Regions from separate parts of the Sus scrofa genome. Here regions 1 and 2 are each linked to region 3. A link is a contact called in public promoter capture Hi-C data. All regions are on one chromosome and are shown on one strand. The core of a region is the stretch at or near the end of the contact, and the rest is flanking DNA. Distances in the headings are between cores, read along the strand shown. Region 1 holds the start of TUFM (elongation factor Tu, mitochondrial). Region 2 holds the start of SRCAP (helicase SRCAP). Region 3 holds the start of KCTD13 (BTB/POZ domain-containing adapter for CUL3-mediated RhoA degradation protein 1).

Evidence for each region. Promoter capture Hi-C pulls out the DNA fragments that hold promoters and counts their contacts.
Region 1: a promoter capture Hi-C map of fetal liver shows a contact between it and region 3, with 2.5 times the contacts expected there. The contact joins the promoter of TUFM here to the promoter of KCTD13 in region 3. A contact is called at or near these places in 1 of 5 promoter capture datasets (fetal liver) and 1 of 2 datasets of contacts at active chromatin or transcription factors (alveolar macrophages).
Region 2: a contact with region 3 is called in a promoter capture Hi-C map of liver, with 4 times the contacts expected there. The contact joins the promoter of SRCAP here to the promoter of KCTD13 in region 3. A contact is called at or near these places in 1 of 5 promoter capture datasets (liver) and 1 of 2 datasets of contacts at active chromatin or transcription factors (alveolar macrophages).

The regions. Positions count from the first base shown.
Region 1 is chr3:18,523,039-18,526,838 of Sscrofa11.1, forward strand. TUFM (elongation factor Tu, mitochondrial) reads right to left here and starts at 1,667. Exons shown (of 10, transcript XM_003124515.4): 1 at 1,338-1,667; 2 at 1,040-1,234; 3 at 401-567; 4 at 84-188. The coding sequence starts at 1,380.
Region 2 is chr3:17,700,308-17,704,116 of Sscrofa11.1, forward strand. SRCAP (helicase SRCAP) reads right to left here and starts at 2,555. Exons shown (of 34, transcript XM_005653006.3): 1 at 2,228-2,555; 2 at 715-788.
Region 3 is chr3:18,140,088-18,143,736 of Sscrofa11.1, forward strand. It overlaps KCTD13 (BTB/POZ domain-containing adapter for CUL3-mediated RhoA degradation protein 1), which reads right to left and starts at 1,502. Exons shown (of 6, transcript XM_021086431.1): 1 at 1,069-1,502. The coding sequence starts at 1,312.

The sequences.
Region 1 (3,800 bases), core at 417-2,916, 380 kb after region 3:
GCAGGCGGGAGAGGGAGCAACGGTGTTGTGAGTGAAGGCTCTGCCCTCTTTCCTCCTTCCACCCATACCCTGGCTCTGGGTACCTGCTTGGCCAGTAGTAAGTGTTCTCGGGTCTGGGGCATGGGGCCGTCGTTGGCTGCTACCACCAGGATGCAGCCGTCCAGCGGGGCAGTACCTGTGATCATATTCTGGGTGAGGAAAGGAGAGAAAACTGTAGTTCAGTGACTTGGGGTCCCACCTCCCCCTGCCACCTCCACTGGCCAGGCCCCCAAATCCATGATCTCAAACCCACACATCTTGGCTCTCTTAACCTCCTCCCCACAAGCCTAACATTGTTCCCGATGGGGGGGGGGGTGCGCGGGGGAGCAGTTCCAGGGCCTGCCCCCAGCAGCTCTCTCACCTTAACGTAATCTGCGTGACCGGGGCAGTCTGTGTGGGCATAGTGGCGGTTGGCAGTGCTGTACTCCACGTGGGCCGCATTGATGGTGATCCCTCGGGCTCGCTCCTCTGGGGCGTTGTCGATCTCCTCGTACTTCTTAAACTTGGCCCCGCCTCCCTCGGCTAAAACTAACGGGAGGAGAGCACACCTCTCAGCTAAGGATCTGATCTGGAGGGAGAGGCAGGGCTCAGACCACACCTCTGGGCCCCTCCCACCCAAACGGGAGACAGCCTGGGAGAAAGCAAGCTTCCAAGACCTTCGTCTTCGACTCCTGGAACGGAAATAACTTCACCTTTTAGGGCGTCAAGGGTCAGCCCTGGGACGTCTCTAAGGTAACGCTTCTGCTTTACGGGGCACTCCTCCGGGCTGGAGGGAGGCTATTCGGGGTCCCCCCATTTATGCATCACAAAGTTCTTCATTTCGACGGGAAGTCTTGTCTCCCCAGTCTTGCAATCTACCGCCCACCCAAGGTGAGGCTCCTGGGGCCCATGCTAAACACCTCCAGCAGCGTTCCGGCGGGCCCCACCTCCCCGGCGCCACGTCCCGCCTGCAGAGCGGGCGCTGCCGAATGCCCGACCCCCCCGCCCCAAATCCGCTTACTTTTCGTGATGGCTGCGGTCAGTGTGGTCTTGCCGTGGTCCACATGGCCGATGGTACCCACGTTCACATGGGGCTTGTCGCGCACATAGGTCTTCTTGGCCTCCACGGCCAGGCCGCGGCACAAGAGGGGCAGTGCCGGGGCCTTCAGCGGCCGCAACAGACCCTGCAACAGTGATGTTGGGCCAGCGCCGAGACCTGCCGGGGCAGAAGCTTGGCGTCAGGGCGCGGGTCTGAGCCTGGCCGCTCCCGACGATCCCCGTGTACTCCCGGGCCGCCATCGCCCTCCCCGCCCCCTCACCGCTGAAGAGGGGCGTCGCGCGCAGCAGGGTGGCGGCCGCCATTGTGGTCTTACGAGCGCCGGGAACAGTGGGTACGGCGCACGGACCCCGGCGCGTGCACCAAGCAAAGGGCAATTGAGGCTGGAAGCGGCTTCCGGCGGAAGTGAGGGCCGAGAGGGCAAGTTTGGGCACTTCTAGCCCCGAGTCTCTATGACCCTCCCTGTCAACTTCCGGGCTCGGGACCGAAGACGTCCAGGAAGACGCTGGTGCCTCTGGGGTGGGGAAGGATGAAGAAAGTTTCCCAGACGCCCCTGGCCTTCGCGGGTTCAGGGGCCACGCAGTTCTCTCTGGTGGCGCCGGGGGGCGATGAGCGCCGCAAAGCACACCTGCGCCCCGGAGGCTCATGGGAGTTGTAGTTCCCAGGGCGACAGGCTGTGCGGGCACTTAGCGTGAGAGTTAGGGAGACCGAGGCTGGGTACGTAAGGACGGTCTCGACCCTCTTTGAGGCAGAGGCGGCGGCCCGGATGTGGCTGACCCAGGAACGTCCTGGCCCCGAACCCCGTGGAGTCCCACCCACTGCGCGTGTCTGGCGACTCATCTGGTGGCCAGATCTCGCAGCTGGAGGTAGGACCAGGCCCTGCAACTCTGAGGGGGAAGACGATCCTGGGAGTCTTTCGGGGTTGGGGCTCTAGTGTGATCCTTCTCTCCGCTGACTCTTTGTTTTCTCATCTATAAAATGGAAGTAGTAGTATCTGCTTCATGGACAGATCCTGGCGTCTGGGTCTGAAAGGAAGGGAGCTAGGTAGGAGGCGGGAACGGGGTCCAGAAGGCTCCAGGTCCCACGGTCTTTGACCCTCGCTCCTGGCTCGCAGCCTGCGGAGACAGTTTGCCGTCCACCCCTGTTGCCTCTCAGCAGCCCAGGGAGTAATTCCCTTGATCGTCGTCCCCCCCAGCCACCCAGTTTTATAGATGACCAGGTAAGGGACCAGCCTCTGGTGCCTTTGAGGGCAGCCTGAGCCTGTCTTGTTCCGGCTGTGTCCCTGGCACCTACCACTGGGCGGGGCACTCAGTGAGTGCTCAATAAATGTCTGTTGACTGAATGAATGAGTGCAAGGATAGCAAATGACCTTTAACTTTCACATCCATCATCTCATCACCTTGCAAGGATAATAGCAGCTGCTTAACCTTGATTAATGTTTCTGAAACTCATCAGATCCCAAGACTCAATTTACGGTGTCTGTTTCAAATAGATTCCTTAATTCCTCCTTGGAGATTATGATTCAGTAGTGTCTGGGCACAGACAAGAAAGCTATATTTATTCATAATACATATATACACCCTTCTTAGGCTTAGGGGAGGTTGGAAAATTCAGATCTAGAGCTTTTTTATGGATCAGGCACTGTGAAAATGCTTCATATTGGTTCACATTCAAAGTGCCAAATGTTATTCTGTGGGAATATTATTTCCTCTGTTTTACCAGTGAGAAAACTGGCATCAGGATGATTGAGGAACCCAGCCGAACTAAACTCCAAGAAAGTGTGCACTTAGCCAATGTACTATTCTGTAATTTAACTGTCATTTTTACAATGAGAAACATGCCAAGATGTTTGTCCTCCTGTCCTTCCAAACCCATCAGCTCTCCTTAAGAAGGGCTGGTACAGTATTAAAAGGGTTCCCAGCCCGTACCTCAGTCACTATGCTCCTGGGAATTTATCCTAAGACACTGTTGGCCACTACCAGGATGTGAGATTTTTAGGAATGGTACTTGAACTAATGCTTTCTATTCTAGTGCTATGTTGTTGTTGTTTTTAATTTTAATATTGTGTTTTTAGGGCCGCACTCACGGCACATGGAGGTTCCCAGGCTAGGGATTGAACTGGAGCTGCAGCTGCCGGTCTACAACGCAGGATCTGAACCACATCTTCAACCTACACCACAGCTCACGACAACGCTGGATCCTGAACCCACTGAGCAAGGCCAGTGATCGAACCTGCATCCTCATGGATGCTAGTCAGATACGTTTCCACTGAGCCATGACGGGAATTCCAGCGCCATGTTTATTTTAATGTGTATTAGTTTGAAGGAAAGACTGGTATGGCAAATAGCTTAAAAAAATGAATCAATTAGGAGTTCCCAAAAGAACCCGACTAGTATCCATGAGGATGCAAGTTTGAGCTCTGGCCTTCACTCAGTGGGTTAAGGATCCAGTGTTGCCATGGCTGTGGTGTAGGCCAGCAGTTGCAGCTCTGATTCAACCCCTAGCCTGGGAACTTTCATATGCTGCAGTTGTGGCCCTAAGAAGCAATAAAAAATTTTAAAAGATGCTCTTGAGGTATTCCCTGGTGGCATAGCAGTTTAGGATCTAGCATTGTCATTGCTGTGGCTCAGGTCACTGCCGTGGTTCGGGTTTGATCTCTGGTCCAGGAACTTCCACCCCCCCCCCAAAAAAAAGATGCTCTGGGAGTTGCTGTCGTAGCTCAGTG
Region 2 (3,809 bases), core at 1,305-3,804, 440 kb before region 3:
CTAGGGGTCGAACTGGAGCTGGAGCTGCCAACCTACGCCACCGCAACGCAGGATCCCAGCCACATCTGCGACCTACACCACAGCTCACAGCAACACCAGACTGCTGACCCACTGAGCAAGGCCAGGGATCAAACCCACATCCTCATGGATACTAGTCCGATTCATTTCTGCTGCACCACAATGGGAACCCCCTAAATAAATTTTTTTAAAAACAAGCACAACACTAGAAAGTAACGCTAAAGAATAAAGGTAAATGAACCTGATGATTACACCTTCATTCCTTGAGCATCTACTATGTGTCAAATACTCTACTGAGTACTTACTTGATGGATTCTATAATCCTCACATCTGCCTTATAAACCAGATACATTCCATGCCATAATAATGCTTATTTATATCTTCTACATACTAAAGACAGACCTATGCAAAAAAAACCACTGGAGCTTACATTCCAATTTTTTTCTCTATTTTATAAGTTAGAAAATTAGAACACAGAGACAAAATGACTTGCATAAGGTCACACAGTGAGGAAGAGAAGGATTTAAACCTAGACAGTCTGATACCAGAACCATGGAAAACATGCTACTTTCCTTGGTAGAGCCAGGATGCAGACATCTTTCTCTATTCAGAGTCCCAGTTCTGCTGTTGCACCACAATTATCTCAAATATCTCTCTCATTAGCATCAGTACACGAAATGGTATTTGAACTCTCACCTGTGTGAGCTGAGACCACACTCCCTGTGAAAGTCTGCACTTCCACGGTGCCGCCGTACTGAGGAGAATCACGCCTGAAACAAATGGAAAGGAAAAGAGCATGAGGGACCAATCTACATTTACCAACACCCATCGAAGCCTTCTTTACACTAACTTTTTTGAGACTCGTAGATATACCCAAGTCAATTCAAAGACTGAAAAGGATTACAGTAGTAGAAATAGATCATATTCAAAAAATAAAAGCAAATAATGTTTTGTGAAAAGAATTCCCTAGGACATGAGATTCTGGCTGAAGTAAGGAAATGAAGCCTCCCAAAAAGTTTAAAAAGTTTAAAGGTAAAAGGCTCCAACCACTGAATGAAGAGCAAATTAACAAAGCCAAACAAGTTATCACATCCAGAAGCTCAAAAGGTACTGGCAGCCTGGCAGCCTGCTCTCCTTTCCAGTAAGGGCTGAACATAGGAGAATCCAACCTTTCTCAAGGCAGGGCCCTGGGCCTCCTATGCTGCGCCAGGAGACACTTCCCCAAACACAAGAACTACAACAGGAGACCTTAGAGGAGCAGTCAGGAGGGGAGAAAGGCCGAACAGCAAAGACCCATGCCCCGGAAATAGGCAGGGTAAACCCACACAAGGCCCGGAAGTGTTTCCCCAGTGTTTAAGGAAGCTCCTTAACCACACTGCAGCCTTTGATTCACTCCCTCTTCCACAACTGATTCACTGGACTCAAGCTAACCAGGATCCAAGAAGCCCGAACTCTTGACCCCAGGCTTCATCACCATCTCCTAAGCCGTCCCAACAGCCTGACCCGGCGTGACCCCTGACCTCTGCCCCAAGTTGCCACTAGCCCTAAGATGGCCCCGCCCCCTCCAGACTCCCACCGCACCCAACGTGCGCGACAGACTGGGGGAGGGGCCCGCGCGTGCGCGCCTGGAGGCGGAGAGAGCCGGCTGTGCTCACCGCCCCGGGGCTCCCGCCAGAACCCAAACCCACGCACACAAGGGTCGCAGGGCTGGGAAGCCTCTCGTCCCTGCCCGTCAGGGAGCCCCCCACCACCAGACCGAGAGAGCTTAAGATAAGGAAGGGTTCGTGCCGCCAGATCTTGGCTCCGGACTGGATATGGTGGGCGCGCGCCCCAACTACTCGTCCCACGCCCCCCTTCCTCTTCTCGCGCGCCCCTGAGGTGGGGGGCTGGGGTTGGTGGGCGGGCAGGAGCGCACCTGGGTCCGTCCTCTCAGGGCTCGCTCGCTCGCTCAGGCACGCGTGCGCAGACGGGCGGAAGGGGAGAGAAGACGCGCCCCAGCCCAGTGCCGGCCGGTCTGGCCCCCCTCAGCCTGTCTCTATGGGCGCGCGCCGACAGCCTCGCGCACCGGCCCCGGGGCCCCGGCCGAAGGTGCGCGCGCAGCACCCCGGGAAGGTGGGAGGGGAGGCGGTGGCGGAAAGATGCGCGCGCAGTCAGCCGTCAGGGGAGGGGGAACTGTGGAGCGTCCGCCATCTTGTCTCCCTCTCCTTACCTGCGTCCTCGGGGGCGTGCGCACCACCCCCCCCTCCCGCCGAGGAGGGGGAGGGCCCCCTCTTTGCCGCCTCCTTCGCGGCCTTTAAATCCCCCTGAGGCCCGCGGCTACTGCCACCGCCTTGCTTCCACTGCTTCCTCTCACGGCACAGAGATGCGGGAGGTGGGTGGGGAAAATGGGAGACGCTACTCGCAGCGAACCGCCGCCGCCGCTTCCGAGGCCTCACCAAAATGGCCGCCGCCGTCTCGGCCGCCACCACCAACACCACCGCCACCACCACAGCTCACTATCGCTACCGCCGGCGCGGCCCGTCCTCTCGCGAGACAGTAACTGGAGGTTGGGAGAGCAGGGAGCCTCGCGTGCTAACGTAGGGCGCTACCCGAAGCGCAAGGCAGGCTGGGAAATGTAGTCCGCCCGGAGGCTCCGCGCCTTTCCCGCAGCAGAGCTCTTTACCCTCCACCGGCTAACCTGCCACTGGGGCTGCATTGCAGCTGCCCACTGGGACGTGGCCACCGTACCTTCTTTTATAGATCACCCAGAGAGCTGAAGGAATTTCTCAGGTACTTTCAGCAAGTTAGCAGTGGAGCCTGGATCTCTGGATTCCCGTTGCAGTCCACTCGTATAGAGCCAATGCATTTGACACATGGGTGGTATTGTTGATAGCTCCTAAGCATTTATGCATCAGGTCGCCAACTTTCTGAGTTAAGAACCCCTTAAATTTGTTGTGTTTTGGGGGTTTTTTTGGTAATGGTTGGGTTGGCTGCACGCCGGGCATGCGGAAGTTCCCTGGCCAGGGATCAAATCCGTGCCAAAGTGGGGACCAGAGCCCCATCAGTGACCACCGGAGATCCTCAACCCGCTGCGCCACCAGGGAACTCATTTGAGAATCTGATACCCTCACCCTGGAATAGAATAATAATAATAACGTACCTTTTACTGAGGGCACCTTGTGCACGATCTCAATCCCAACAATGCTCCATTTATAAATGATTTGAGGCTCATAGAGTAATAGAGCTCAAAGCCAAGATTCATAGCCAAGCAGTCTAAGTCACAAGGTTACAAGCACTGTCACAAAATCTACCTCATGAGGGCCGACCACCCAGGAGCCAGGTTAGGAGGCCATAATAAAGCTTTCATTCAGCTCTTCACCTGCTCAGTTTAGATCTCCATTCTACTCTAAGAGTTGATGATTCTCTCTGACCTTGACTTGAAGTTCTGTTTTTCTTTTTCTTTTTTTTTTAAACTTTCTCTTTTTTTAATATTTTTTTTATTTTATTTTTTTAATTTTTTTTGTCTTTTTGGCATTTCTTGGGCCGCTCCCATGGCATATGGAGGTTCCCGGGCAAGGGGTCGAATCAGAGCTGTAGCCGCCAGACTACGCCAGAGCCATAGCAACGCAGGATCCGATTCGCGTCTGCGACCTACACCACAGCTCACCGCAACGCCGGAACCTTGACCCCACTGAGCAAGGGCAGGGATCAAACCCGCAACCTCATAGTTCCTAGTCGGATTTGTTAACCACTGCGCCACGACGGGAACTCCGAAGTTCTGTTTTTCTTACAGCAAATACCAGTGGTTGAAA
Region 3 (3,649 bases), core at 252-2,751:
GTTGCTGTGAGCTGTGGTGTAGGTCAAAAACTTGGTTTGGATCCTGCATTGCTGAGGCTGTGGTGCCGGCGGGCAGTTATAGCTCTGACTGGACCCCTAGCCTGGGAACCTCCATATGCCACAGGTGCGGCCCTGAAAAGACAAAAAAAAGAATGCTACCCCACTCTCCACTACCATTTTAACCTTTGTATTCTTCATAGACCTCATTGCCATCTGGAATTACATGTTTCTGTCTTCGTTTTGGTATGTTTACTTGCTTATTGTCTCTCCCTACCCCCACAAAAAAGAAAACTCCATAAGGCTCATCTTAATCAGATTCATTTACCAAACTATCTCCTACACTAACTGGCATTTTGCCAATATTCATTGAACAATAAACTCTTCACCTGCAGATATTTGAAGACTGAGCTCTGCCTCCCCAATTTCAATTTTCCTGCTCTCACAATCCTTGTTAACCTCTTCTGAATCCCCCTCCCTGGACTTTTAAGGTTCCCCTTGAGCATATGGAGCCCGAACCTGACTGCGACACACTTTGAGAAGGTAAGGTTCGCCTGCCAGAGAGAACTGTCCACTCTCCACTCTGGCGTCCCTGGCAAACCCAAAGCAGCCCTCTCCTCTGACAGTCTGTTATTTACAGATAGATTTCTAGAGTGTAGGGACCTGTGTTAGGTCCTCCAACTCTCGGGGGTGGTTGCTGGCAGTGCTGAGGTAGAAGAAACTGATGAAGGTTGCCTGGAAGGGTGCTGTTGGCACCAGGGCTGCTTCCCGAGTCTTTTGAGCTGAGGAGGAAAGAGTGGAAGAGTCCGTGGGGAGCAGTAATGAAAATTTGGTCCTAACATGTTGAGAATTTGCTGGTTACTACTGCTGGGTGTAAAGACCGAGGGAGGAAGGGGATGAAGAATGAGAAAAGGGAGGTGCCATGGGATGTAGGGGATGGAAGAAGTGAGAATGAGTTGACTGGACGGCAAGAGAGAAGGGGCGTGAGAAGACTGGGCGAAGAAAGACTGGGAGAAAAGGGAGACGGGGATCTGGAGGAGGCAGGACAGTAAGCAAGGGCGGCTCGCGTACCTCCGGCGTCAGTGAGCACCTCCGCGCGGCCGCTGAACATGGCCTTGAGCATGGTGTCCTGTCCCGTGAGGGTGCGCAGCGTGGTGTAGTGCAGCGAACCGCCCACGTTTAGTTTCACATACTTGCTGTTCGGGGTCAGGGGCTTGAGACCGTAGGCGGCGGAGCCAGGCTCGAGACCCGCGGGCTTAGGAACTTCCAGGGACTGGGCCTCCGCCGCTGCGGGGCCAGACGCCTCGGCCGACATGCCTGGTGGCGGCGGCGGGCGACGATCCTTGGTTGTCTCCGCACCCTCCGGCCGCTCCCAGAGACCCCGGGACCCGAGCCCTTGGGCCGGACCGCTGGGCCCGCACGCCCCTAAGCCCCGCCGCTACTTAGTGACACTGGCCCTCTGGATCATCGCGCCGGAACCGCCCGGAAGCCGGGCGAGAACTGCGCAGGCGCGTCAAGGTCCCGCCCCCGACCTCGCGCGGCCGGGAGGGAGGAGCATGCGTGGTGGCGGTGGGCTGGCAGAGGGAGTCGAGCGCGGGCTGCGGGAGGGCGGGGCGCCGCGTGAGGTGTGTTCAGGTCGCCTGTCCGGGAGACTCGAAGTAGGGCTCTTGGCCACCTGCCTGTGTGGAAAACACTGCCCCCTTCGCGTATCTCCACTCTCAGGGTGCTTCATGGGCGTGAAGGGGAAGGGGCCCAGAGAGGCAAGGGGTTGGGGCACAGTTTCCCGCCTCCCGGCCCCGCGCATTTGACAGCTGCGAACGAAAGCCCCAAGGGGAGCTCTTAAGGGAGGCCAGACGGAGGTGGCCTCCCAGAGGAGGTGGCAGTAATGCTAGGTAGGGCATGCAGGATGTGAATAGATGAGGTCGTCCGTTGACGAGCGCTTCTCTGAGGAAGTGATACTGAGCTGAAGCTCAGAAGAGACGCCTATGTGGAGGCGGAGGGCAGAGAGTTCCAAGAAGAGCCCGGGGCAAATACAAAGACCCGTAAACCAGACACACTTGGCATATTTAACAGGCAGAAAGAAGGTCAGGGGTGGCTAGAGCAACCTGGACAAGGGTTTTAGAATCCCAGCCTATGTCGTGAGACACCCAACCTTGGAAGAAAGAAATAAGCTAGGAAAACGTTGCTGGTAAAGTGTGGCGAGAAGTGTTTGAATCTGATCTCATCTGCATTCTGTTGAGAGGCTGATACCTGGGACATTTAACAGTCGATCTGAATGTCTAGCAGGAGAATCTGCTGGAGGGAAAATGAAGCATGAAGCTGTAGTTCTGCCTGGCCATCAGTTCACCGGCAGTGTTACTTCTCTCTGGGCTTGTTTGGTTTCTTTTCTGCTGAGTGACGTGTGCAAATGTAAATGGCAGGGGCTAGGTAGGAATGTAAATGAGTGGAATGAACCAGTTACAAGGTATTAGGGAGTAACAGGGCCTGTGTTAGCCTGGAGAGCCCATGTTTTACCCAAAGGGCAATATTGTCAATTCTGATTTTTCAAGTGTAGCTGGTGAGAAAGAGAAAAGCAGCTCATGACAACTGGGACCCAGTTTTCACTATTCCTTCAGAAGCCTCTGTTGCTATGAGGGGGCCTGACACTATAAGCTAGGCTATGATGTTGCCCTGTTGAGCATAAACAATTTTATAGGACACCAGCTTCAGAAAAAACTCCTCTCTGATGAATTGAAAGACTGTTCCATAATCATAATTGAACACGAAAACAGGAACATTGTCCAGACCACAAAAATGACCAATGGTGACCTTTTCCATCACAGTCTGAGTGACGGCTGCTTCTTTACCAAGTCCAGCTTTAGCCCTGATCCATTCCTCCTAACTTCTAGATAAGAATTATTAAGATAACCAAAAAGAAGGAGCTCCCATTGTGGCTCAGTGAGTTAAGAACCCAAACTGTATCCCTGAGGATGCTGGTTTGATCCCTGGCCTTGCTCAGTGGGTTAAAGATCCGGTGTTTTCTTCTCTTCTTCTTTTTTCTTTCTTTCTTTCTTTCTCTCTTTTTTTTTTTTTTGTCTTTTTAGGGCCACACCTGTGGCATTCAGAAACTCCCAGGCTAGGGGTCGTATCAGAACTCTAGCTGCTGGCCTATGCCACAGCCATAGCCACGCCAGATCCAAGCTGTATCTGTGACCTACACCACAGCTCACAGCACTGCCGGATCCTTAACCCACTGAGCGAGGCCAGGGATTGAAACTGCGTCCTCATGGATGCTAGTCAGATTTGTTTCCACTGAGCCATGACGGAAACTCCAAAGATCTAGTGTTGCTGTGAGCTTCGGCCTAAGTCACAAATGAGGCTTTTATCTGGCATTGCTGTAACTGTGGTGTAGGCTGGCTGCTGCAGGTCTGATTCAACCCCTAGCCTGGGTACTTCCATGTGCTGCAGATGTGGCCCTTAGAAGGCAAAACAAGGAAAAAGAAAAAGAATTATCCCTACTTCCTGGCAGCATCCAACCTAGAGCAAATCTCCCCTTTTTTGAATCCTACTAGAAAATCACCCAACACAAGCCCCAATCCTGAAATAAGTCCTTTCTAGTATGTGCTTACAGAGGTGCCCAGGCTGCATGCCCCGTGCTATGCTGTCTCCCTTG